Regions from separate parts of the Bombyx mori genome. Here region 2 is linked to region 1. The links are chromatin contacts, called in public Hi-C maps. All regions are on one chromosome and are shown on one strand. The core of a region is the stretch at or near the end of the contact, and the rest is flanking DNA. Distances in the headings are between cores, read along the strand shown.

What was found. Hi-C and Micro-C count contacts between places; a contact is called where the count stands out from the background.
Region 2: a Hi-C map of midgut shows a contact between it and region 1, with 1.8 times the contacts expected there. The contact joins the enhancer-like site here to the promoter of LOC101741113 in region 1. A contact is called at or near these places in 2 of 7 Hi-C or Micro-C datasets (midgut and whole pupa).

The regions. Positions count from the first base shown.
Region 1 is chr15:9,844,982-9,851,639 of ASM3026992v2, reverse strand. LOC101741113 reads right to left here and starts at 3,984. Exons shown (of 11, transcript XM_004928407.5): 1 at 3,843-3,984. It overlaps LOC101742401 (dynein regulatory complex protein 9), which reads right to left. Exons shown (of 8, transcript XM_062672595.1): 6 at 5,850-6,020; 7 at 5,184-5,315; 8 at 4,635-5,093. The coding sequence ends at 4,890. LOC134200205 (a long non-coding RNA gene) reads left to right here and starts at 1,293. Exons shown (of 4, transcript XR_009975018.1): 1 at 1,293-1,477; 2 at 1,644-3,516; 3 at 4,910-5,055; 4 at 5,160-5,345.
Region 2 is chr15:9,887,419-9,894,076 of ASM3026992v2, reverse strand. It overlaps LOC101741113, which reads right to left. Exons shown (of 11, transcript XM_004928407.5): 3 at 4,806-4,987; 4 at 4,016-4,111; 5 at 3,040-3,148; 6 at 1,272-1,405. Among protein-coding and RNA genes, the nearest start is that of LOC134200205, 40 kb to the right of the region's middle. Within about 2 kb of position 3,921, at least 7 of the 8 cell types and tissues checked have open chromatin away from gene starts, as enhancers often do.

The DNA of each region.
Region 1 (6,658 bases), core at 2,735-5,234:
AAATGTCCATTTAGTGGAGTGAACAAACAAAAAATGATTTTATTTCAAGAAATAACTTTTGAAAATAGAAAAAAGAGCCGTTTAGAAATTCATTATTCGTGCAAAATCAGTTTTAATAAACGTTATTTTCAAATTCTTTCATACCCGAATTCCCGAGAAAGTGGGTAACGTCATTCGGATGTTTGTATAGTCTGTTCGGAAATTTATCAGAAGGCACAGGTAAGCAAACCAGGTCGGCGATCTACTACAGCTCCATCATACATACGTATGACATATATAATGGATTTGTTAACTAAATTATCGATCGCAATCGAGCAGCAATCATTTGGCAATATTGTATTTAATGCCCTTATTACTCACTAGCTCCATAAATTTTGTATTTCTTTGGCGCGATATTGCTTGCTGCTCGTTCTTAAATTCGTTTTAATTATACCCTAGCGGCACATGGTTATTTAACCACCCAATTAAAGAAAACTCTTTTCTCTGTATCTAATAAGAGTTATTTAATAGTCAATTATAATTACTTGCCTACATGTTTATAAAAAAATGCTACGTGTTTTGCTATACTATTTTGGCGCAAACAGACAAAAAATACATTCAAAGTAAGACAGGCCAGTAAGTTGATTCTCAAATGCTACATGTTTCGTGTTTCACGTTTCAAAAAGTAATTATTTCTTAAGCTGTTTATTCTTGCTACTTTTTGCTTGTTATGTGCGAGAAACTGCTTCGCAAATCATTTCTAAATTACGTTACAAGATGACTTATTTCGTGATTTCAAAGATTATTTCAACAAAATTATTTTTCCCGAATGAACCCTCACTGTGTGGTGATATTTAGGCGCGCGACCTAGAAACAAACAATAGCTTTAATATACGTAGCCGCGTTAAAGCCGTCGGTAATTAATACGTAATCACAATAATTTGTTTAATAGAAATGTTATTCGATCCTCAAAGCAATCGCGAGACAATACGAAAGTATCAAGAGATCGCAACGAGGAAATGATGACATAGCTACGGAGAATTGAAGTGAAATTAGGTGTTCCACTTTTGCACGCCAGATTACTGAGAATACTGTCGATGCGGTACACATTGCATCTCAAATTCAATGAAATTATAAAATATGACTAAATGTTTAAGTCAGACGTTCTTTGTATTCGTTAGAGATTAAAAGAAGTGATTTTATTGAGTGAGAAGTTATATTTAAATAGCTGTAAATATATTTAATCTGTGCGTGATAAGGTAGATAAGGACAGCAATTGGTTCCGAGGCCAGGTTAAACGTCAAAGTCAAAAATTAAAAAAAAAGAAGGTTTTTCTGGTATATAACAAAACAGTGCGTATCCAAAAAAATGCCGAATTAAAAAAAACTCTGCACCTATTATTGTTCTACTTTGCAGTTTATTTTTGTTAAAAATATTCGGGCGGATGGAGATAACCAATTCTTAACGAGCTTTTCCTCCCTATACCTAAGTCAGATCGGTAATATATGATATTAAACTTCAAAAGCATTTATCTCAAATGTCAAAACAATGGTCATAAAAAAAAAATCTCAAGACCTGGATATATTTTTAAAACATTTTATTTTCATTACTGCCTTTCAAATGTAACAAAAAACCGGTATTCATTATTTACATTGGATTTGCAGATACAAAGGTGCAGCGACACTGAAGTGAACTTGTAGTGTAGGGTTGGGATATGCGAGTGGAACTTTCACGATGATATTGACGTAGAATAGTACAAGCTAAAACCTTGTTTGGTATACTCTTATTTTCTATCCATTTCAATACAAGAATCCGTATCTGATCTTTTATCTCACAAGAGCTTCATTCACGAATTTAGTAGAACGAGATTTGGTTACTAGTACAGGTATTTTTTTTATTATATGTATTAATGGCTTTAGTGTGCGGCGGTATAACCAAAAATACCGGTTTTCGGTACGTTTCAAGTCGGCGGAGGTCCGTTCCCCCGGGAGATTTCATTGGCAACATGCCTGCGAGGTTCGAGTGATTTTTGCAATTACCGACAGGCGGCACACATATCTGTCGGCAATTTGCCGCTCCTCCCGCGATCTCCGGTGATCGGTTTCTCGGAAACGTTGCATCAACTTCGCACAGTGCACCGAGCTAGCGCGATTAACGCACTAATTACCACTGTACCGCACTCGGACTGGGTACGGACGAGGCTGTCATTACATGAAAAAGGCAACGTCTCACGAGGTTTTTGCGGCGGGTAATTTTAGTGAAATGGTAGCTTCTTAGAGACTTTTTTAATTATTAAAACAAATAGGTACATGTTAACTGATTTCTTATATTTTAATTGTCGAAATCATCTGTTACAGTGTATCTTACTGAATATAGCTTTAAAACTTATTGAGATATTTTTAATAATGTTAGACAATGGAGAGTGAAAGGAAACAGTTTCTAAAAGTAAATTAATCAAAACTAAGTAATAAGATTTTAGCTCAAAGGAAACAGAATTAATCTACTTCTTTAATCATAAAAATTTAGTGATACTTTCAAAGAGTACATATATGGCTGTTATTATTGCAAACACTGCAATGTATGAAGCACATCAAGGAAGATGTCTACATAATTACTTAAATTATAATAAAAAAAATCTACTAAATAAATTAATATTATTGAATATGTTCATATCAGTAATTAATAACTTAACACATAGAACTTCAATATTCATAGCAGTAACTCAATGCCTTATAAAATGTTAATACAACAGGTAACTATTACTTAGAAATCCTGATTGCGATTGAATACAAATGGCTTCCATTTAACTCTATGAATAATCTGTTAATGCAATTAGCTATTGCACAAGTATTTTTTACTTGAGTTGCATTCAAAATTGTACATCAAAATCAACCTCCTTTCATTATTAATGTTTGTATTTTAAAATTGCAAATTTTCATTTTTTGTTGTTCCTAAATACATTTTTAATGAAATATACTAATGATTTAAATTTGATATGAAGTTAACAATTTTGAATAGTCATCCATTAAATCTTATCTGTATTTCATAGCCAAATTTGTTTTAAAAATTTATTATTCATTAATTTTTTTTTTACAATTTGGGCAATATCCTACGATTTTACTGGTAAATACGATAAGACTGTCCGTACTCTATCTCCGTACTATATAGTAACCTTTTATGAACATTATCAAGCCCCACTCAAGGATTTTGTCATAGAAAGGTATAGAAGAAAATTTATTTAACATACTTTTTACTGATGTGGGATAATTTATTTTATATTCCTTTATTGTGTAATATACACCAAAAGTTAAAGTAAAACTTATCTATTCTTAGTGTCAAGTACCTAGATTTTTGTTTGTAGTGATCAATGAAGTGTTTTCCATTATGATTATGTTTATATGTATATATTCTATCTTGGAATGCAATAAAAGGATCAACCAATGTTGTAGGATCAATGTGCTTGCTACCACACCATTTGGTCCAGGATGTTTCCCCGCCCTTTAAAGTGAACAAAATAGCCAATATAATAATTTTCAGGTTTCAAGTATTTTATTTTATTCTGTTCAGATTGTTTTTTAAAATTTAAAACAGACATATATTTTAATTGTTATAGATTATTGTGTTACATATAATTTAAAATTTCATCTTATTTTGAAACGATTCAAGATTAATTCTGAATTATAATGACGATAGCTATGCAAAAGTTTATCTGAAATTTTTATTGATAGCAAAAAAATATTAAAGTAAGTTAAAAGTATCCAAACTTTCTTAAAACTAGCACACACCGGCGTAAGTAATCAATATCTATAACAGTAAATGCAGAAAATTAAGACAAGTGACGGTAAAAACGAAGGATTACTCACCGAATCCGCCGAATCACTATCCAACTTTCCAAGAATTGAATATACACGAAACTCAAAAGCGGATAGTTTCTCTCACCATGTAAAAAAATTCACAACACTTTGAGAAGAGTTTATTTAATATCAAGCTTTTTGTAATGCATTTATTTATTTTGGCGTGATAAATCGCTGTTTGTTATTTTAGTATGTTACTTTACAGCAACATAACCAACTACCTACACGGGCGAACCACATGCGACTGACAGCTCTCTATTGACAATATTATTTCATTCCTTGTACTGACGTTTGACACTATTGACAGTGCTAGTTTCATTTTTTCCAATTAAAAAGGCGCATGTATTACACTATGCAGCCTATCATCACCACGATCATCAGTACAAAGTAGTTCACTGCTGGACATAGCTCTCTCCTAATCCACACTGCTGAGCCCAGTCTTCGGCTTTCCTTATCCACTTCTCGTTGGCCAGGCTTCGAAGGTCAAACAGTCTAATCCCCGTATATTCTGTTTTTATGAAAAATATTATGGGGCGAAATGAAATGAGGATTCTTTGAGACATTTGTCAATTGAGATGAAATTAAATGACACGGAATATGCGGTAAAATATAGTTTCAGTAAAATGGTGGTTATTGATTGAAACCTTTTCAGTGGATGCTTAGAAGATCCCGAGAAGCATGTCCAGCGGCTTTGATTCATTTTTCCACATTTTTACACTTTTCAGATGATAAACAGTTAAAAAATCACCTCTATTACACGTTTAAATCTGAAGAATACCTTAATATTACAAAATAAATCAATTATCGCAATTTCGCTTCTCGCGTTCTTACCAAAAAGCAATTTTTTTTTTTTTGGAAGAGCGAGACAATTTTTATTTAATTGAAAAAAAATCTGCACAATGTACGAAATGGTAGAATATTTTTAGGTCAGGCGTTACTTAAATGTAATTTATTTAAAAATAACCTCGTTATCCATATTTTTTCGTTTGGCCTTGATATTTTCTAATATCCATATAATCCATACAATCACATGCACATATCAATAATTTAATGTATTTATTTCTTCTTTCCTTTAGTAGGTAATTTCTTTGCATTTCTTAAATGGCGAAAGGCTCCGAGTGCACGACGGACCATAACTCCGCGCCACCATGCTTGTATTCTTGTTGCTGAATCTCGAAGACGTTTCTCACGAAGAAGTCGGGCCGCTCGTTCTTTTTTAAAAGTAAGCCAAGCTCGCATCTCGCCTTCATGTAGATCGTACTGCAAAATATGTATTTTAATATAACGCGTTTAATCTAATTTAAACCTTATGATTTTATGATACAGGTATCTATCGTCGATTGTACATACGAGTTTTTGCAATTCTGCTCGTCGAGCGCTAACACAGCGAAATTGGTCAGCCTTCTCTTTGAGTCTTCTGTTGATCGTCGCTGTGTCTACTGCATAACGAGAATGCCAATATTCCAAAGACTTCTCTCGTTCCTAATTATAAATAAAGAGCATGGTACAAAACACTACGTTCTTTACTGCAATTTTGTTTTAGATGGTAGATGTATTTGTAAAGTAACATTTTTCTAAAGTTACTATGACTTATTAAGACTTCTAAAATTATTAAAATGCTGTAGCGCTGTAAGTTAAGTAGACCGAGGTTCTTGTGGTAGGACCTCTTGTGAGTCCGCACGGGTAGGTACCACCGGCCTGTCTATTTCTACCGTGAAGCAGTAATGCTTTTCGGTTTGAAGGGTGGCGCAGCCGTTGTAACCATGCTGAGACCTTAAAACTTATATCGCAAGGTGGACGGCGGCATTTACGTTGTAGACGTTCATAGACTCCGGTAACCACTTAACACCAGGTGAGCTGTGAGCTCGTCCACCCATGAAAGCAATAAAAAAAAATTGTTAGTTTATGGTCGAATTTTACCCGTTAATAGTATTTTCAAGTGCTTTTAGCATTGAACCATTATATGGGGGATTTTTAGCCTACGTATGATATTATAACGAAATTATTTGTAAGTACCGCTATCTGCAACGAATACGCTTTCAAAAGTTCATCGTGCACCCTTTGCTCGTGATCAGTACGTGGTAATGGTTCTCTTTTTATATTACATTCTAGTTCCAATGATTCAGCTCGAGCTTGCAACCATTTCTCAGTGTAGCAGAGGCGTGTGCTCGCGTTCAAATATTCATCCTGAAATGTTCAAATTCTTTCCTTTTTTTGCCTATTGGTGATAATGCGCGTTTTTGGGCCACATCAGTTTGCAAGGCCACCGTCCTATTTATTTCTGCCCGATGGGCCTCGATAGCAATAGGAATTTCTGTCAAATGCAGCTTTCCAGACTGGAGAGGCTTGACATTTTCGTCAATTCATTAATACTGGTTAAGTATTTAATATAATCTATACTAATAAACCTGAAGAGTTTGTTTGTTTGAACGCGCTAATCTCAGTAACTACTGGTCCGATTTGAAAAATTCTTTCAGTGTTAGATAGCCCATTTATTGAGGAAGGCTATAGGATATATAACATCACACTAAGGTCAACACAAGCGGAGCACCAATAAAGAATGTTTCAAAATCGGGTTTTTCCCTTTTGAGAGCTTCCGCTGCGTGCGCTGCGGAAACGGTTAAAGTTTCGCTAAAATAATGTATGACAGAATTGTTCCCCTTTAAAAGATCTAAAAAGAAGTCCATGATAGCATATGTCTATATATTAAGGTTGGCTCACTAGAAGGTTTTTTATGCTAACCAAATTTGTTATAAAATAAAGCATTATTTGTGAACTATACCACGCGGACGAAGTCGCGGACAAAAGCTAGTGAAGTAATATTA
Region 2 (6,658 bases), core at 2,672-5,171, 42 kb before region 1:
GTTGCATAGAGGGCAAGCGCGCCGTGGGCAGAACACCAGTCAGATGGTCAGATCTAGTAAGAGAAGCACTTGGTGGTAGTCTGTACCATGCGGTCCATGCCACCCATGACCGAATAATGTAGAGGCACGTCACACGTGGTCGCGATCCTCAGCAGAGAGGGAGAATATAGAAGAGAAAACCTTAGGTCTAGTCATTTCATAAATTGATATTGAACTATTGTTCTCGTACGTTCTGGTCGTTATAAATACTAACAGCAACATCAATGTGTTCTATGATAAAATAAACGATTTGAGTATGAGGAGCATGACAAGTTATTTTTTTTAATAATTTTATTGCCTTTTTTTAATTATTGCCCTCGTAGGCAGACGAGCATACGGCCCACCTGATGGTGAGTGGTTACCGTCGCCCATGGACTTCAGCAATGCCAGGGGCAGAGCCAAGTTACTGCCTACCGATCCAAGCCGCTGCCTACCGTGCCGTTTGCTATTATGATGCTATTACTCCACCAAGACTACAACCTCCAATCTCAAGGGTCAGTGGGCGTTGACTGAACACACCGTGGGCAGTGAGATCGTTCATTTATCTAAACAATCATATACAATACATTTACAACTAAACGAAATAATAAAATACAGATATACAATAAATATCGTTCGCCTTAAACCCGTTCGTTTAGGTTGATTCGAAATTAAGTTTACGCCGCGACCGAAATAATGTTTTGTCTCAACTATTCGTTTTTAAAAAAATACTGAAATATAAGTACACCATACATGTAGTCGTCGCGTCGTGGCCTAAAGGATAAGACGTCCGGTGCATTTGTATGTAGCGATGCAACGGTGTTCGAATCCCGCTGGCGGGTACCAATTTTTCTAATAAAATACGTACTTGACAAATGTTCACGATTGACTTCCACGGTGAAGGAATAACATCGTGTAATAAAAATGAAACCCGCAAAATTATAAATTGCGTAATTACTGGTGGTAGGACCTCTTGTGAGTCTGCACGGGTAGGTACCACCATCTTGCCTATTTCTGCCGTGAAGCAATAGTGCTATAATGAAGGATAGGGCAGCCGTTGTAACTACACTGAGATCTTAGAACTTACATCTCAAGGTGGGTGGCGCATTAACGTTGTAAATATCTATGGGCTCCAGTAACCACTTAACACCAGGTGGGTTGTGAGCTCGTTCACCCATCTAAGCAATAAAAAAACATAAATGAATAAATAAATAAAAATTTTTGTTTAAAGTGATTCGATGGACGGTACTCACGTGTGTAATGTATCGTTACGTAGCTCCGGGATTCGACGTCGTTGCTGTGGATCAGGCACACGTACATCCCGTAGTCCTGGGCCGCCACGCGCTCGTTAATCAAATACGAACCGATTATATCCTGTACGTCGTCGCTGCGAAAGCAATATTAATTATTATGAGTTAATTAATTCTGTCGTTTAGAACAGTGTGCTTAGTGCGAGTATCTTAACGTTCTCGATAGCGTAAAAGTTAAACCAACTTTGTATGCAATTGGAACAGCGCCTCTAGCGGCAAACGTACGCAAATGATTCTAATCCCATACAAATATGAGCTATGGTCGGCTTGAGATGATAGAGCAAAGGGATCTGTTTTTTTCTAGCGAGGTAATACAGATCCACCTAACACCCCCCCCCCCCCCAAATGATACTTCAACTGAACGCTTCATAAGCGCGCACCTCAAACATTGAGGTCTTCTCGCTCGTTCAATAAACCAAGTCTTTTTTTCCCTACCTATCCTGATAGCCTTCAGAGGCAATTTCAGATTCGCCTTAACGTGTAGGTGAGCTCCCGGGGCTCAAACCGAAAGTGTTGCTAACACTGGCCCTATCAAGAGCAATGCTTGGCTGAATCTACCACCGGGTCGGAAACGCAACCCACTGAGAAGATCCGGCAAAAACTCAGTGGGCTGTGTCTATGGGTTAATTTACTCGTCGAACCCTTCGTCGCAAGCGACGGGTTCAGCGAGGACGGTGACCGGTGTTTGAGGTACCTAAAAGCACCGTTAATGGATCGGGAGGATCCGTAATGACGTATTACTAACTCTAAGCGCAACTCGAGACCTATATTAGCTGAACGATAGGAAATGACAAACGGCGCTAATATCAATGTGTCCAATGAAAATTTCGAAAACAACTATCACCAAATAATGACCAAAAAAAAACGGCAGAATCAATTTTCTCGGTGCTCCGTTTATTTATAAAGGGCGTCACACGCGGCGAAGATACATAATTATATATTATCTTAACCACGTGCGATAGTTCATACAAAATGTATAGCGAGCGATATTGTATGTTAATATAAAATATTATAGTATCTTCGCCGTGTGTGACGATGTTAATATAAAATACTAGCTGACCCGGCAAACATTGTCTTGCCATATATAAGATTTCTAGAGACTTTCTAGTGTAGAAAAAAAAAACTAATTTATTGTAAGTGTGTAAGGATGTGGTAAATGAGTGAAAGAGGCATATAGCGCTGTGAACGTTGATGGAATATATAATAAAAATAACAAAACCTCATTCAACCACATAATACCTCATTATAACAAAAAAAAACTCCAAATTAAAAAAATATGTTAGGGGTGGACAACCCTAATCACTTAGGGGTATGAAAAATAGATAGTAGCCGATTCTCAGACTTATTGAACATGCATAAAAAATTTCATGAGAATCGGTCAAACGGTTTCGGAGGAGTATGGGAACGAACATTGTGACACGAGAATTTTATATATTAGATTATAGTATCTTCGCCGTGTGTGACGATGTTAATATAAAATATTATAGTATCTTCGCCGTGTGTGACGCCCTTTACAGTCACACAACAAATATATTACTATATACAAGTAACTGTATACAGTTGAGAATATCGACCTAGTATCTTAATGTGAGCAGGGCGGCATTTAGTTTCTTACATTTATGGGCCGCAGTGATCAATTTAAACTAGAAGCACAACAGTAAGCTTGTTTACATATTTAAGCTATGAAAATTAAAATAGAAAAAAAACTCACCGGGAGGTTTTGATTTCGGTTTGCGTGGGAGGCAAGTCTCCCTCGGTGCCGTTCGACCAGACCTTCCTCCAGCGGAGGTCGCTACGGGCATCTGCTAAATTCGAACGACCTACGCGACAATAAATATAAATTTGTTAATATTAACATAACACATAATATTATAACACTATACCAATAAGCTGTATATATACTGTCGTCTAAAGAGCTGGTATAGAAATTAGCGTATACAAAGTGGACGTAGAGGGCAATAGCCAAAAATTCATTATTCGAAAATGTCAACATTTAAATAAGTTTTGTTATTAAGCCCATACTGAATGAATGGCATTTCAATCCAGCTTAATCTGATTATTCCATTGCCATTGTAGGCTGACGAGCATACGACCCACTTAATGGTGAATGGTTCATGAACATCAGCAACGCCAGTGGTACAGCCAAGCCACTATCTACCTCTAAGCACTCTCCGTAACCCTCATTTGAAGAGGGACATATCATAGCGCTCAGGAAAATATCGTTATTCGTCTAAACTCTAAAGTCTCTAAAGCATTTTTAATTAAAACATTAACCTAACAGTCACATTGCGATAACGTTAAATTGGTTTTTATAAAAGGTGAAATAAGTAATTTTCAATTTAATATTTGCTTCCCACGTCACTTACGTCATTTAATTCGAACAGTATTTATTATTAGTGCCTTGAAGGCGTTACACCTTACCCGATGATGTGTTATCACCATCAGAACGGCTGCGTGAAGCTTTAATCACATTCACGTACCAACCGACGTATCTCATATTCGTAAAAATGTTTTAAATCTAAAACATAGATACGCTTCATACGTGTCTCCACTTAGAAGCGCTTCGCAGGATACGCTCCATGTGTGTCTCCACTTACTTATAAGCGCTTCGCAGGATACGCTCCATGTGTGTCTCCAATTACTTATGAGCGCTTCGTAGGATACGTTTCATGTGTGTCTCCACTTACCTATGAGCGCTTCGCAGTACAGACGCAGATGCCCCCCCTCCTCCACCCACTGGTCTTTCGTAATGAACATTGTTCTCGGTGTGTCTGTCGATTTTTCTGCGAAACAATTACACGTTAAAGCAGTTTTCTTTGAATTTAATCGGTTACCAATAAATCCAACAGAGTCAGGGCTAATTGATTTAATAATAATTACTAAGTCCATTATTAAAATAATTATTGGAAATAGGTTATTTACGTCATCGCAAGTATTTTAAAGTACTTCAATATTTTTTTTCCTTTCCTACATTTTTTTATTTTATTGCTTAGATGAGTGGATCAGCTCACAGCCCACCTGGTGTTAAGTGGTTACTGGAGCCCATAGACATCTACAACGTAAATGCGCCACCCACCTTGAGATATAAGTTCTAAGGTCTCAATTATAGTTACAACGGCTGCCCCACCCTTCAAACCGAAACGCATTACTGCTTCACGGCAGAAATAGGCAGGGTGGTGGTACCTACCCGTGCGGACTCACAAGAGGTCCTACCACCAGTAATTACGCAAATTATAATTTTGCGGGTTTCATTTTTATTACACGATGTTATTCCTTCATCGTGGAAGTCAATCGTGAACATTTGTTGAGTACGTATTTCATTAGAAAAATTGGTACCCGCCTGCGGGATTCGAACACCGGTGCATCGCTTCAACACGAATGCACCGGACGTCTTATCTTTTAGGCCACGACGACTTATTTTCATTGTAAAAGACCTTACTGTGTGAAAGCTCTGGCTTAACGCCGACAGACACGTACCTAGTATATCGAGCCTGACCGTGTGCGTCTGTATGTGGGTTTCGTTGCTGAGTCGGCAGGTGTAGTTGCCAGAGTCTGCGCGCGATGCCCGCCGTGTGTAAAGCGTCTGATTTGCAGCTTCCGGATACAGGATGAGATTCGATACGCCAGCCGACCACGGATACGCGACACCGTCTTTGAACCTGACAAACAAAAAAACAACAATAGTCATTTACGCTTGAATCTTAAATTTCAACAATTACTGTGCCACGCAAAAGTATTGGGAAAAAATATATAAACGAGGAGACTTTATTGGATATATTTATGTCTTGTTTTTATAGTCCTAGGGTACCCCGCTGGTACATAGAGCTCTCACAAGTTGTCTCGACTTGACCCTGTCTTGCGCTTGCTTCTTGACATCACTCCAGGCCACGTTGGCAGTCCTCATCTCACTCTCCACAGTGCGTCGCCAAGTATGTACAGGGCGACCAGGTCTTCTCCTGCCTAACGGTTGCCACTCAAACGCGATTGATGCTGCGTTGACTTCGCTGCGCCATAGACTGTGTCCTATCCAACGCTATTTCCGATAGGCAATGTCTTGCGCGATAGGGTTTTGGTCACATTTAGTCCATTAGCGGATATATTTATACTAGTTTATAAAAATTGCGTATCGAATTAGGAACTACCTCCGCCTTTCGAATTTGAAACAGTTTGAAATTAAGATTATTTAGGAGGATTATTAAAATGGATGTTCGAAATTTACATTAGTCTTCAGAAGCGACTTTGCCGCTTGATTAGTGAATTTAAGCGAATCTCTTGAATATTTATAAATCAGAAACTAAACATCACAATGTCTGTCTGTTTCAAAATGATCCAACACTTGCTAAAGTGTAGCATGAAGTTCTGACTAAATTTTCATAGCAAATTTGTTTTTTTTACTATAACAGATTATTCGGAGTAGATTACTTTGTGGTACTTGTAGATTACTTTAAAGAGCACGAATACTACTGTTGTGGCCAGTAGTACCAACACATACTAGAAGTTTCAACTGGATATAACCAAACATGGGCCTTCTAAGCTGCTGCAACCCCAGAATATAAAAAAAATAAGGGAACTCTTGGCTCCCATCAGTCACATGGACTTAGTCAGGTGTTCATTAGTCACAGCTTCGAACTGTATGCTTTTTGTTATCCTACAAAATTAAAACTGTTTAAAGGAAAACAAATTTTCATAACCCGAATATGCCCTAGATGCACTTCGAAAAAGTGTCATGACCACGAATATTAGTCAACTCGTCGAGACGTGTGAAAACTTGTCTGAGCACTGATCCATAAAGTATGGTAATAAATTTTAAACTGTAACTTGATTGTAACGTCTCACTTACTGTTTGTTTATTTTATTTTTTTAAGGGATTTTATGACCTGTTAGCTTCGACCTTTAAGTTATGTCTTATTTTAATTTATATTCATATTTTTATGAAAAATGATATTATGGAGTGAAATGAAATGAAGAAGATTAATTTGAGACATTAATCACTGGGATGAAATGAAATGAAATGAGATGAGATGATATGGGATGAAATATAATCTCAGTAAAATGGTGGTTATTTACTAAGATTTTTTCAGTGGACTGTTTGGAGGATCCCGAAAAGTTACGTCCGGCGGCTTTGTTTTATTTTCCCACATTTGTGCACTTTCACACATATCAAACACTTAATAAATCACCATTATTAAACATTTAAACCTGAAGAAACACTAAATAGACAAAATAAAACAAATCACACAACTTCACTCCTCGCGCTCCCGCCAAAAAGTCAACTGTTTGTTAAAGCTAAATTTCGTTAAATTACCCGCAAAAAGATGACGAACATCAAA